Regions from separate parts of the Sus scrofa genome. Here region 2 is linked to region 1. Evidence: chromatin contacts called from public HiChIP or PLAC-seq data. All regions are on one chromosome and are shown on one strand. The core of a region is the stretch at or near the end of the contact, and the rest is flanking DNA. Distances in the headings are between cores, read along the strand shown. Region 1 holds the start of CKS2 (cyclin-dependent kinases regulatory subunit 2). Region 2 holds the start of NFIL3 (nuclear factor interleukin-3-regulated protein).

Region 1 (5,316 bases), core at 1,717-4,216:
TGATATTCAATGTCTAATCATCAAGAATAGGTACAACTGTAGCTCTGAAAGTCTTAAAAACAAGTATGTACCCCCCATAAGGATCTTTAAAAAAAAAAAATCAAAATTCCCAGTCTCATTTTTATTGCTTCCAGTAGCAACAGTAATTTTATAGAGAGTTAGCCATCACCACCAATTTTTTGACCAATGTGGATATCTACATGTGAATTTGTTGGCTAGGGGTGAGAAAGGTGCAATCTCGTCACATTTTCTGGCATACAAGAACTGAACCCATAACCCGTAATAAGCACTGTCATCAACTTAATTTCTATCCTGTGACTGGTTGGTTAAGCACCAATTTGCTATAATTTGTGGAACATAATCAAGCCTTAAAACAATTGTATTATGTTGCTTGATGGCCGTAAGGCCACCAAGTCAAATTATGCTTAATACCATAATTGGTAATACTTAACAGTTACCGCATTCACTCCTGAAATACTGCTTTAACATTTGCTGTTAAGGCTCTGCAAATAGCCTGTTACTTTATTTCTTCTACGTAATTGTTGATTAGTCTCAAGAGAAAGTAAAATACTAACTAGCTTTTGTACTCCTATTATGTATGCCCTACAACATGTATGTTTAGATAGAAGTCACAACCCCTACCTTACCTTCTCTATAAACCATGGAAACAGGTTCACCTTCATCAAGATTTGATAATAAGGGAAAAATCTTTAAGCAGCTTCAAACTCAGATGAGAATTCTACCTATATATATATTTTTTTCTGCATGGTTTAACTATATATTTCTAACTACATGTAAGGGAAATTTTTCAAAATCCAACATTTATTTCAGCACCAAGGGCTTGTCACAGAGGGTGAGGGAAAGTAAAGGCTGTTAGGTATAAACAAAGTAGCTACTAAGACAACACTGCAAGATACAATCATGAGGGCAGACAGTTGTGGATGGGAAAAATACTAATATAAAACAAATACCAGCTTTTGAAATTCATACTGCATGCTGAACCACCTTATATAAAAACTACCCTAGTATCACACCTCAGTGACTCATCATCAGTCTAAAGTATCTCTGGAGATCAGTTACTGTCTCGTTAGATAAAGGCAAGTGGCTTGGTCAATAAAGACTAACACTAATTAACAATGGATTAAATGTATCATTTCAGATACCACAGGATTTTCTTTTACTCATTACTCCACACAAACCACTTAGTAAATTAGGTTAACTTTTTGATAGCACAGTCTAGTTTACTTAGTGCTCATTGATGATTATGTTAGAATCCTGAAACTAGAAATGGGATTACTGCAGGCAAAGTTCTAAAAAGTACTACTAGGAGTGAGACGTTTCACAATTAATATTTTTCCAGATTTTGGAAAGATTATAGTTTACATTCCGCCCATTACAGGACAGTCCCAGAGAGACTCTTGTCTGACATCACGCCAACATATGGCCAATATGGCATATTGTCATATTGCCAAGAACATTATGCCAACATTTTACAGGACTAGAACAGTACAGTTCGTTGTTACCACATAAAAAGACAATCTACTTCAAATTTATCATCTATAGTAAAAAAAAAAAAAAAAAAAAAAGACTTTTCCAACTAGGAATGTGAAACAATGAAGGTATTACTAATCTGTGAGCTGCCCAGAGAAATCCTCAAGTTTTTCTCCAGAGAATATAGATTTCTAAGGTACTAAGGGGAGAAAAAGAGACCACCCACTGTTAAATCCTTTCTGACTCAAACAGCATTCTGGGAAACGTAATCTAAAAGGAGAGCAGACGTAAAACCAGGTCACTGCTTGGCCCCTCCTACCCGTTGGTAGTTTTCTAGAACGCCACGTCCTGGACACCGCCCAGGGGAACTGGGTGGGGCTGGTCTTTGAAGCCACGCCCCAGTTTAAGGCTAAGAACTTTCCTCCCTAACACCGTCCAATTTGTCTATTTAACAGATTAATTTAGCAACTAAACTACACTCTACTCTCTAGAGCCTCACTTCATGATGCAAAAGTCAAGTATCCCTCAAAGCCAAAAACTACTTGGCAGGTATACACTAGCCGGAAAAAAATGCCCCAAGTCCACTAGAGTTCTCAATTTAGTCTCCAAAGGAAGCTCTTTTAATGACCCATGAGGGTTAATCGGCACCAGCGGCCACCAAAGTCGCCAAACTCAATACACATTTCAAACCCCAAGGGAAGTTCATTTTTCGGGGACTTCCCCTCCCCCCAGCAACATTTTTAGTGCCGTTAACTTCAAATGCAAAAAAATAAAAATAAAAAAGTTGCTCTGACGATGTTATCAAACTACAACTACTCTTCCGACAGCCCGGCGCCCGCTCCGACTGAGACGGGATTTGCAGGAAGCCAACTTGGAGGAAAAGTTCTTAAGAATCGCTACGCTGCTACAGGAAACGGGCTAGATTTTGGCCACTGCGGGTCCGCTTCGGCCCTCGGCCCCTTCCCTTTAAGGCCTGACACAGCACCAGAAGAGGCCCCTTCCCCGCCCGAGCCTTGTCCTCCTCACAGACTGGAACAAAGGGCGGAAGCCGGCTGGGCCGGGCCGCCAAGCGAGGGGAGCCTCGCGCTCCCGCCAGGACGGCCGGGCCCTGACACGGCCGCGGCTCCAACTTCTCTCCGGCCCCGGCCTGGACCCAGACCCCAGCTGGATGAGGTTCGACCCCGACTCCCGGCCCTGGCCCCTGGTTCCAACTCAGGCCCACTCAGGGCCGCGGCTGAGGGAGCCCGGCCGGCCGGCTTACCGGTACTCGTAGTGCTCATCAAAGTATTTGTCGGAGTAGTAGATCTGTTTATGGGCCATCCTGCAAGAGGGCGGGTAGCCTGCGCTGAACCGAAGCGACGGGATGCGAAGAGCGAGCGCAAAGAGCAACACGACCAAGACGGACCAAAGCAACGACTCTACTGAGACCAACCGACCGCAAGCCGAACGAGCCCGGTTTGAATCCGACAGCCCACCACTGATTGGACAACGGTGTCGACCAATCACCTACGCTCTCTCTGTAAGGCCGGAACGTGTTTCCAGCCTATCGTCACCGCCCCTTCGCTGCATTAGCCCCCAAGATTAGCCAATCAGAAGCCTGTTGCGAAGTTGGCCAGGAAAGATGTGGATGATTGGCGTGGCGTGAGGGCGGTGAACTCCCTGACGGAAGAGGGCGTGGCCAGGAGAGGGCGGAGTCTGGATGTTAAGGGCCGCAAGGCGCGTGCTCCTGAGCTTAGAAGGTTCCAGGTCGGCAGAGCGGTTGGGGCTGTGAACCTGAGGGAGGGTATCGCGGTGTTTGGTGAGGCCAGGGGATGGGCGGGGACTGCCTGTGGAGCTGCCGCCTGTGCGCAGGCGCACCGTTCAGTCCCGGATGCGAGGCTGAAGTCTGTGGGAGGCGAGGAGAGTCACCTCGCCACCCCCCGGGCGTAGGGGAGGAGTCGTCTAGAGGGCGCTGGAGGTCAGGTTTGGCGCTGTATGCACGCGGGAAAGCTGATGTTGCCCCTGAGTTGAGGAAGGTGTCCAGATGTCCCACTGCGATGGTGGTGCAGTGAGGTTCCGGAAGCTCGCCGCGGAGTGATGGCGATGATGAGGTCGTGCACCAGAGCCCGCTTAGGTGAAAACTGTTTCTACCCTATTGCATCTGCGGATAGGCCTGTGCGCGGGTATATGGAAAAATAAAAAGATTACTAAAATAATGGTGTTTAGTACAGCACAGTGCAGTTAAAAGTGGTTTGTAAACGTCCTTTTGGCTTCTTAGCATCGAATCCTGGTTTAAAATACGTGTGCGTGTAAAATAAAGTTGCTGGAGAAAAATATGACACAGTGTAAGTAGTGGGGTTTTTTTACACGTCAAAGTGATCCTTGTGTTTTTAACATTTTCCATAACGAGCATGTGTGATATTTGTGCAGTGTTCTAGCACAATACAGGTGAGAACATCATCACGTCCCCACCGCCTCCCTCACACAAGATTAGCACTTTATTCTTTGGCTCTCAGCCTAAGGATTCTTTCCTCTAAAGGCCATCTTCATCACCTTGTATGGACGAAGTCCCCACCTTATGAAGGCCTGCAGGTTTCCTGCCAGGCAATTGCAGGCACGGAGTTGCATGCTGCCTGGGGTACTGTCTGACCCCACCATTGGCACTGTGAGGTACTCTCCATGAAACGAGTGTGGAGGGCATGTCTTGTTTCGTTCACTGCTGGATACCCAGCACATAACAGTTTTTTGTACTCGAGGCACACTTCATAATTTTTAAATAACTGTAATGTATGCCTAACTAGTTAGGCATAATGAAGTACTGTGATAGTAGAGCTGTCAATAAACTGTGAAGGGAGTTGGGTAAGGAAATCACTAACTTTCTGGCCCAACCCAGAAAAGAAAATCTTACTAGGGGTTGTTTTTACAGAGACTTGTGGAAAATCTCACAGAAAAGTCGATTAATGGGAGTTCCCGTCATGGCTCAGTGGTTAACGAATCCGAGTAGGAACCATGAGGTTGCAGGTTTGATCCCTGGCCTTGCTCAGTGGATTGGGGATCCGGCGTAGCCCTGAGCTGCGGTGTAGGTTGCAGACACGGCTTGGATCCTGCGTTGCTGTGGCTCTGGCGTAGGCCGTTGGCTACAGCTCCGATTCGACCCTTAGCCTGGCGACCTCCATATGCCACGGGAGCAGCCCAAGAAATGGCAAAAAGATACATATAAAAAAAAAAAGTCTATTAGTATAATCAGCTTATATATACCAGTCACTCAGCTTCAACAATTAATATTTGGCCCATCTTGTTTCATGTTTCCCCATCTTTCCTTTAAAATTTTTGAAGAGATCCCAAATATAATGTCATTTCACTTGGAGATGCTATTTTTGTGTATTTCTCTGTACACGGTGTACAGTCTCAAGAAAATTTTACCATTCATCACCATATCACTACTATACTTAAGATTGTTTATTATCTGATAGCTCTTTTCTACTTAATCTCTTTGGTTATTGCTTCATCTGCTTCCCCCTGCCTGTCTTCCTATACTGGCTCAAGAAGCCTGAGAAAGACTAAAGGGTCCTATATCTATTAAGTTGAAACAGAAATTAAAAGTTTTCCAAAGAAACTCTAGACCTGGGAGTTCCCATCGTGGCTCAGTGGTTAACGAATCCAACTAGGAACCATGAGGTTGCAGGTTCGATCCCTGGCCTTGCTCAGTGAGTTAAGGATCTGGCATTGCCCTGAGCTGTGATGTAGGTCGCACATGCAGCTGGGATCCTGTGTTGCTGTGGCTGTGGTGTAGGCCAGCGGCTACAGCTGTGATTAGACCCCTGGCCTGGAAATCTCCATATGCCG
Region 2 (5,316 bases), core at 1,950-4,449, 1.7 Mb before region 1:
AAAGATTCCAAGGAGTGATGAGGATTTGATGATCAGGGAAAAGTCAAAGGAAAAATACAAGGATGAATCACATAAATTAAGAGAAAAAATACGAAAAGAACAAAGGTGAATGACAGTGGATGAATGAAAAGGGAAGGAGCAGAGCAAGGACTAGGAATGACATGAAGTATAGAAATAAAACAAAGTACAGGAGGGAAAGAAATAAATACCATTCCAGGAAGTTTCTGCCCAAACATTCAATGACTCATTAGGTCTAAGCCAAAAAATACCAGCATACATCACATACTGAGAGGTGGACAGCCCTCCCCTGAGTGACCAGTCATGACAATCTCTGCCACATTAGCTCACACATTAAAGTCTCAACATGAAAACAAAACAAATCTCTAACCTCTGGATTCCTAGAAATGGTTTCACCTTCTGCCCATGACGTGTAGTAAAAGGACACAAGATGCTCAATAGGCACGTGCAGTGGAAAGACAAGGGGCCTGAGCACAGGAGCCCTGAGGCTGGCTGTGGTGCCCAGGGGTCACCAACAGATTTTTAGCTGTGGAAAGTTTTTTGGCAAAGAGATCCAGAAGCCAAACTCTAGAATCCATAAAGTGGAGTGGTCCATTCTGGGTCGCTAAGTAGGGAGCCTGCCTTTCAGCTGCCTGATGAGGCCTGATGCCTCTCTTCCGGGGGCGGGGGGGAGGGTGCAATCTCTATATATTTCTTCCATCAGAGGGCAGACTGTCAAGCCTCCATCTTCTTTAGAAGAGGCAGCTGCTCTGCCGTGGTCCAAGTGCAGCTAATCCGAATTCCCATTAGATACCCCAGTTTGCAGCTACCTCTGCCTAAAGAGGCCCAGGGTAAAAACTTCTGGATACATCCATCCTTTTAGGTATTTTCTCACTTGAAACATTTGCAGTTGTAGGGTGCTTCCCAGCTCAGTAAGGCGAGGCCACATTCTTAGTCATTCTGCTCTCAATTTTTTGCTGTTCTATTCGCTTAATCAGAAAGCACGTTGATAATGTGATCAGATGAGGCTGAATGTAGTTGAGTGAGTTCTGCCAGTAGTTCTCATTGCAGTCCTTGCTTTCTTCTCCTTCATCCCCCTTCTCCCCCAGCATTGAGAGGGAGAGAGGGGAAGGAGGTTTTGACCTTCTTCCTTCAATCAAATCCCTCTTCATCCTTCTCCTTGCAGGAACCTGGTCACAGCCCTACTGTACAACCAGGCCCATGTTGATGTCTCCCTGGAATTTGTTTCCAGTGCTTTAGGTTTTATGCTCCATTTCCTCTGGTTAATCTGCCAGTGCTTGTCTATTCTGTAAATGTTCTAGGATATAATATTGGACATAGCACCTCTTGAGTCATGGGGACAGATCGTTCGTTCATTGCACTGTGTAGTGGTTTCCTAATCACCAGGAGGAGCTAAAGAGTTATTTTCTAAGCTGGTATCACAGATATCTTTTACACTTCATCTGATTTCCAAGTAAGATGGTGATTAAAAATGATGCAATAATATGATACAAGCACAATCCAGAATACCCTCAAGTAATTAGAGGCGTGTCAGGCTTCAAAATTCAGCATAAAAAACAGATTCCAGGTTCAGAGAGTTTCTCCGCTATTACCAACTGAGGTGACTTCAAGCCTGTTACCTACCTTTCTTGAATTTCAAGTTCTTTTTCTATAAAACTATTTTCCATAAAACTATTTTCTGCCTGTTCTATGACAGCTTTGGATTCTGTGAAATTATTTAAAAAAAAAAAACAGAACAATGTGGGAGAATATGTTGTAGATGTGCTCTGGGGGGCTCTGGATTTCTATGAATTAGCTCCATTTCTAACCCTGTAAAGGTAACTGACATGCATATGGTTTTCATTTCATCTAAAAGTGGTTTTTCAAAGCTATAATGGGCATTGTGAGGACTGAGGATGAGGAGGAAATGTATTATTGCAAGTGAGAAAAGTGGAGAATATAAACCAAAATCAGGATTCATTTTCATCAATGGAGTCAGTTCTTTGGAATAAATATCTAATACAGGTGACTGACTCAGAAGCCACACACAGATGTGCTTCTTGAATTGGTGAGCACTTGGAAAGGTGCATTTGGGGAAGATGCTAAAACCCATATTGCAGGTCTATATTGTCAGAGCCTTGTTGGTAAATCTACACCTTACCAGGTGAATCGTGAACATGTGTGTGTTCTGAACAGCAGCATTGTCCTTGGAGAATAGTTTGAAACGTGAAGCTTTCCAAAACCTAATATGTGATAAGAATGTTTAAGCATCCATTTGGGGGTACTTACAATTCCTCAGTAAGAGACTGAGGAAGATAGAAGAGACAAACTTAGCAAGCAGATTTTCTATTGATGATAGACCTCGGTGAGGGTAGCTGGGAGAAAGGAAGGTGTTCACTCTATATTTTGGTGTTTAGTTCAACTTTTTTAAAGAATATTTTATCATAAGAAAAAGAAGTGGAAAGTCATGCAAGGCATTCAGCCCAGCTTCCACACAGTCCAAGCAGAGCAGGAGGTCTTTCCGCACCTGCCACATTCCCTATTTGGGCAATCTGTGCGTCACTATCAAGAATATGGCTCCCTTCGTAAAAGGCAGGCGCTGCCGCTTTTATCGATTTATCTATCTATCAGGAAATGCGCCGTGTGTGTGCCACGTGCCTTTACAGTCTTTAGCTCAATGACCTGACTCGCCGGGAGGTGCCCTTTCCCCCATTTCTTTACGTCTGTTACGTAGCCCGGGAATTTGGGAAGAAGACAATTGCATCCAATTAGAGGCAGAAATGACCGACTTGCTTCTACTTCAAGATCAAGAGACTCTGAACCTCTGTCTCAAGCGCCAGCAGCAAACACCAGCGAGCGTACAGGATGGGCGCACCCGGCCCGCGGACCCGCACTCCGGGCGGCCACTCTCGGCATGGCCGGGGGAGGGGGCAGATGGACCTTGGCCAGCTTCGTTTCCCAGTCGTGTTACGCAACAACTTTGCAGCCGTCATCTTCGCCCTAATTGTGTAGGGGGCGGTGTTCGTGCGTTGCGCTTTCTCCCCCCACCCCACCCCCCGCGCTCCCGGCCGTCGCGCTCCCAAGGGAGACGCGCGGGGCATTGTAATCGCTGCCAACGCAGCACCGCGGGGCTCGGAACCGCCACCCGCCTCCCTCCCCTCTGCGGCCGGCCCTGAGTTCTGGCCGCTCGCCTGCGCTCACCCTCGGCCTCCTCTCTCGCCCACCCCCAGGAGGAGGGGTCCTCTCGGCGTTTAGAGAGGGGAAGGCGGAGGTCCCTGCCACGCCCGGGTCGAGGCAGCCTCCAGCCCTCCGCCTGGTACTCGGTCGGCAACAGGTAGCCTGGCTCGCTGAGCGCTCGGGGAAACAAAACGCGCCTCTGCGAGTGAGCGAGGGTCGCTGGGCTTAGGTACCTCGGTGACCGAGAGGGTGAAGGCAACGGTGAGGGGAGAGGGACGGCAAGGTAGGGGGTCTCGGGCCCCTCCTCAGGCTTGCCCCGGTCGAGGTGGCCACGCTGGCCGTTGTGCAGCCCTGAAGCGGGGCGCGAGGCGCTGGGCGCGGGTCCTCCAGGCGCTCGGGCGGTGGCAGTAGCCGCGGCCGGGAAGGGACGCGGGCTGCTTGCTGGTGGCGCTGCCGGGAGGGGGCGCGGGCGGGGGCGGGGCCTGTGAGAGCCCGCCCCCGCCGGCTGCGGCCATTGGCGGTGGGCTGGGGGCGGGTGCGGGCACAGCGATTGGGGCCGCGGCCGCCCGTCACGGCTAGGCTGGCGGGCGGCGACGTAGCGCCGCGCTCGGAACTGACCTACTAACACACATCTCCCGGCGCGGCCACGGCGCCCGCGGACCCGGCGCGCCGCCCGCCTCCCGCGCCGCGCCCTCGCCGCTCCTGCCGTCCCGGAGGCCTGGCCGGACCCGGATCCCTGAGCGCCTCCAGCTCGGCTCCCGACTCCCTGCTCTTTCTCCCTGTCGCCCCGGCTCGCCGGCCCGAGAGCAGGAACACGGTAAGCGCTCCGCCCACCGCCTGCCCGGGCCCGGTGCCCCGTTCCCCGCCCGCTCCTGGGGCGCGCGGCCGGCGGGCACTGGGCGCGGACCGGGCTGCGCGCGGGGCCGGGCTGTGCGCGGGACTGGCCGGCGGCTGCGAGTGTGCGCGGGGCATTCATTACATAAACTTTTGCTGCCTTGTCAGGAGGGGACTCGCCACCTTAAGGTGGCTGCTTTGATTGCAGCGCCCTCGCGCCGGCACGTAGTCCGAGCTGGCTTGCGCTCCCCCCGCCACTGTTGCATAATGTCTCCTGATTTCAGGAAAATTGATGTTTTGGTAGAGAAGAGCGCCGGGGAGACTGAGCCATCTCCTGGGGAAGGGCAGCGCTCTTTCCTTTCTCGTGCCTTCTGCGGGGCTGGCGGCGGAGGAGAGGAGGGGGGCTGACTAATGGGCAATAGTCTTGATTTTCTCGTTGAGAAAGAGCATTGGTAGCGTGAACGGTGACGGCATTCGGAGAATGCCTGCGCTGCGTTTGTTTGTGTCCGGGGCTGAGTCTGCACAGACGTTTTCCACCCTGTTTGTCGTCAGCGTGTTTTACCAGCGCTCGGGGAGGTTGTGGGATTTGTCCTTGCATACATTGCATAATCTGCCCACCGTGAAATACTGGCAAGGATTACGGGCTGATGTGGGAATGTGCGCGTACGTGTGCAATGATTTGGTAATTTTAGCGCAGCATTGGATATCAGATCTTTATTTACCTGTATACTACGTTCCCAATTAAAAAGATGTATTTTTAAACACTCCTACAAAACGTGAAAGGAAGAATTCCTCTGGTTGTATTCTGATCTTGGATACTGCCCGGGCTCGTCCCTTGGGTGTTCTAAGCTATTATTTTTAAATCTGAGACGAACCATTGTGACGTTCACCTCCCCACCTTCCTAATGTTAATTCATTCCTTTCGATCAGCCCTTTTTCTTACCTTAATTGTCATTGCTTTTTCAGACACGGCAAGACAGATCACATAATAGTTTCCTGGAAATGTTGCATTATGTAACTGACGAATTTGCTGGCAGTGAGCATAGGAAGAGGGAGCTAATTACGTGATTTTAAAATCTTGCTACAAAGAAAGTAGGACAATCTCAGCCTTTAAAATGTCACTGTAACAGTTTTATTTTTTTTAAGGATATTTTAAACCGGAAAGTAGACAACTGGGTAAGCATTGAGTATGCTCAGACTGCCGAATGTGTCTTTTGCTCTAAATGAAATGTGTGTTATTCTAAATTTAGCCCCAACTATCACATTTTAACAATTGTGGCCTCACAGCGCTATTTCTGGTGTTTTCTC

What was found. HiChIP or PLAC-seq counts read pairs in DNA pulled down with a chosen protein or histone mark.
Region 2: an H3K27ac HiChIP or PLAC-seq map of alveolar macrophages shows a contact between it and region 1, with 10 times the contacts expected there. The contact joins the promoter of NFIL3 here to the promoter of CKS2 in region 1. A contact is called at or near these places in 1 of 5 promoter capture datasets (liver) and 1 of 2 datasets of contacts at active chromatin or transcription factors (alveolar macrophages).

What each region holds. Positions count from the first base shown.
Region 1 is chr14:902,412-907,727 of Sscrofa11.1, reverse strand. CKS2 (cyclin-dependent kinases regulatory subunit 2) reads right to left here and starts at 2,966. Exons shown (of 3, transcript XM_003132790.4): 1 at 2,753-2,966. The coding sequence starts at 2,811. It overlaps LOC102165122 (a long non-coding RNA gene), which reads left to right. Exons shown (of 2, transcript XR_307311.3): 2 at 1-1,593.
Region 2 is chr14:2,601,657-2,606,972 of Sscrofa11.1, reverse strand. It overlaps NFIL3 (nuclear factor interleukin-3-regulated protein), which reads left to right and starts at 3,199. Exons shown (of 2, transcript XM_001928870.6): 1 at 3,199-3,331.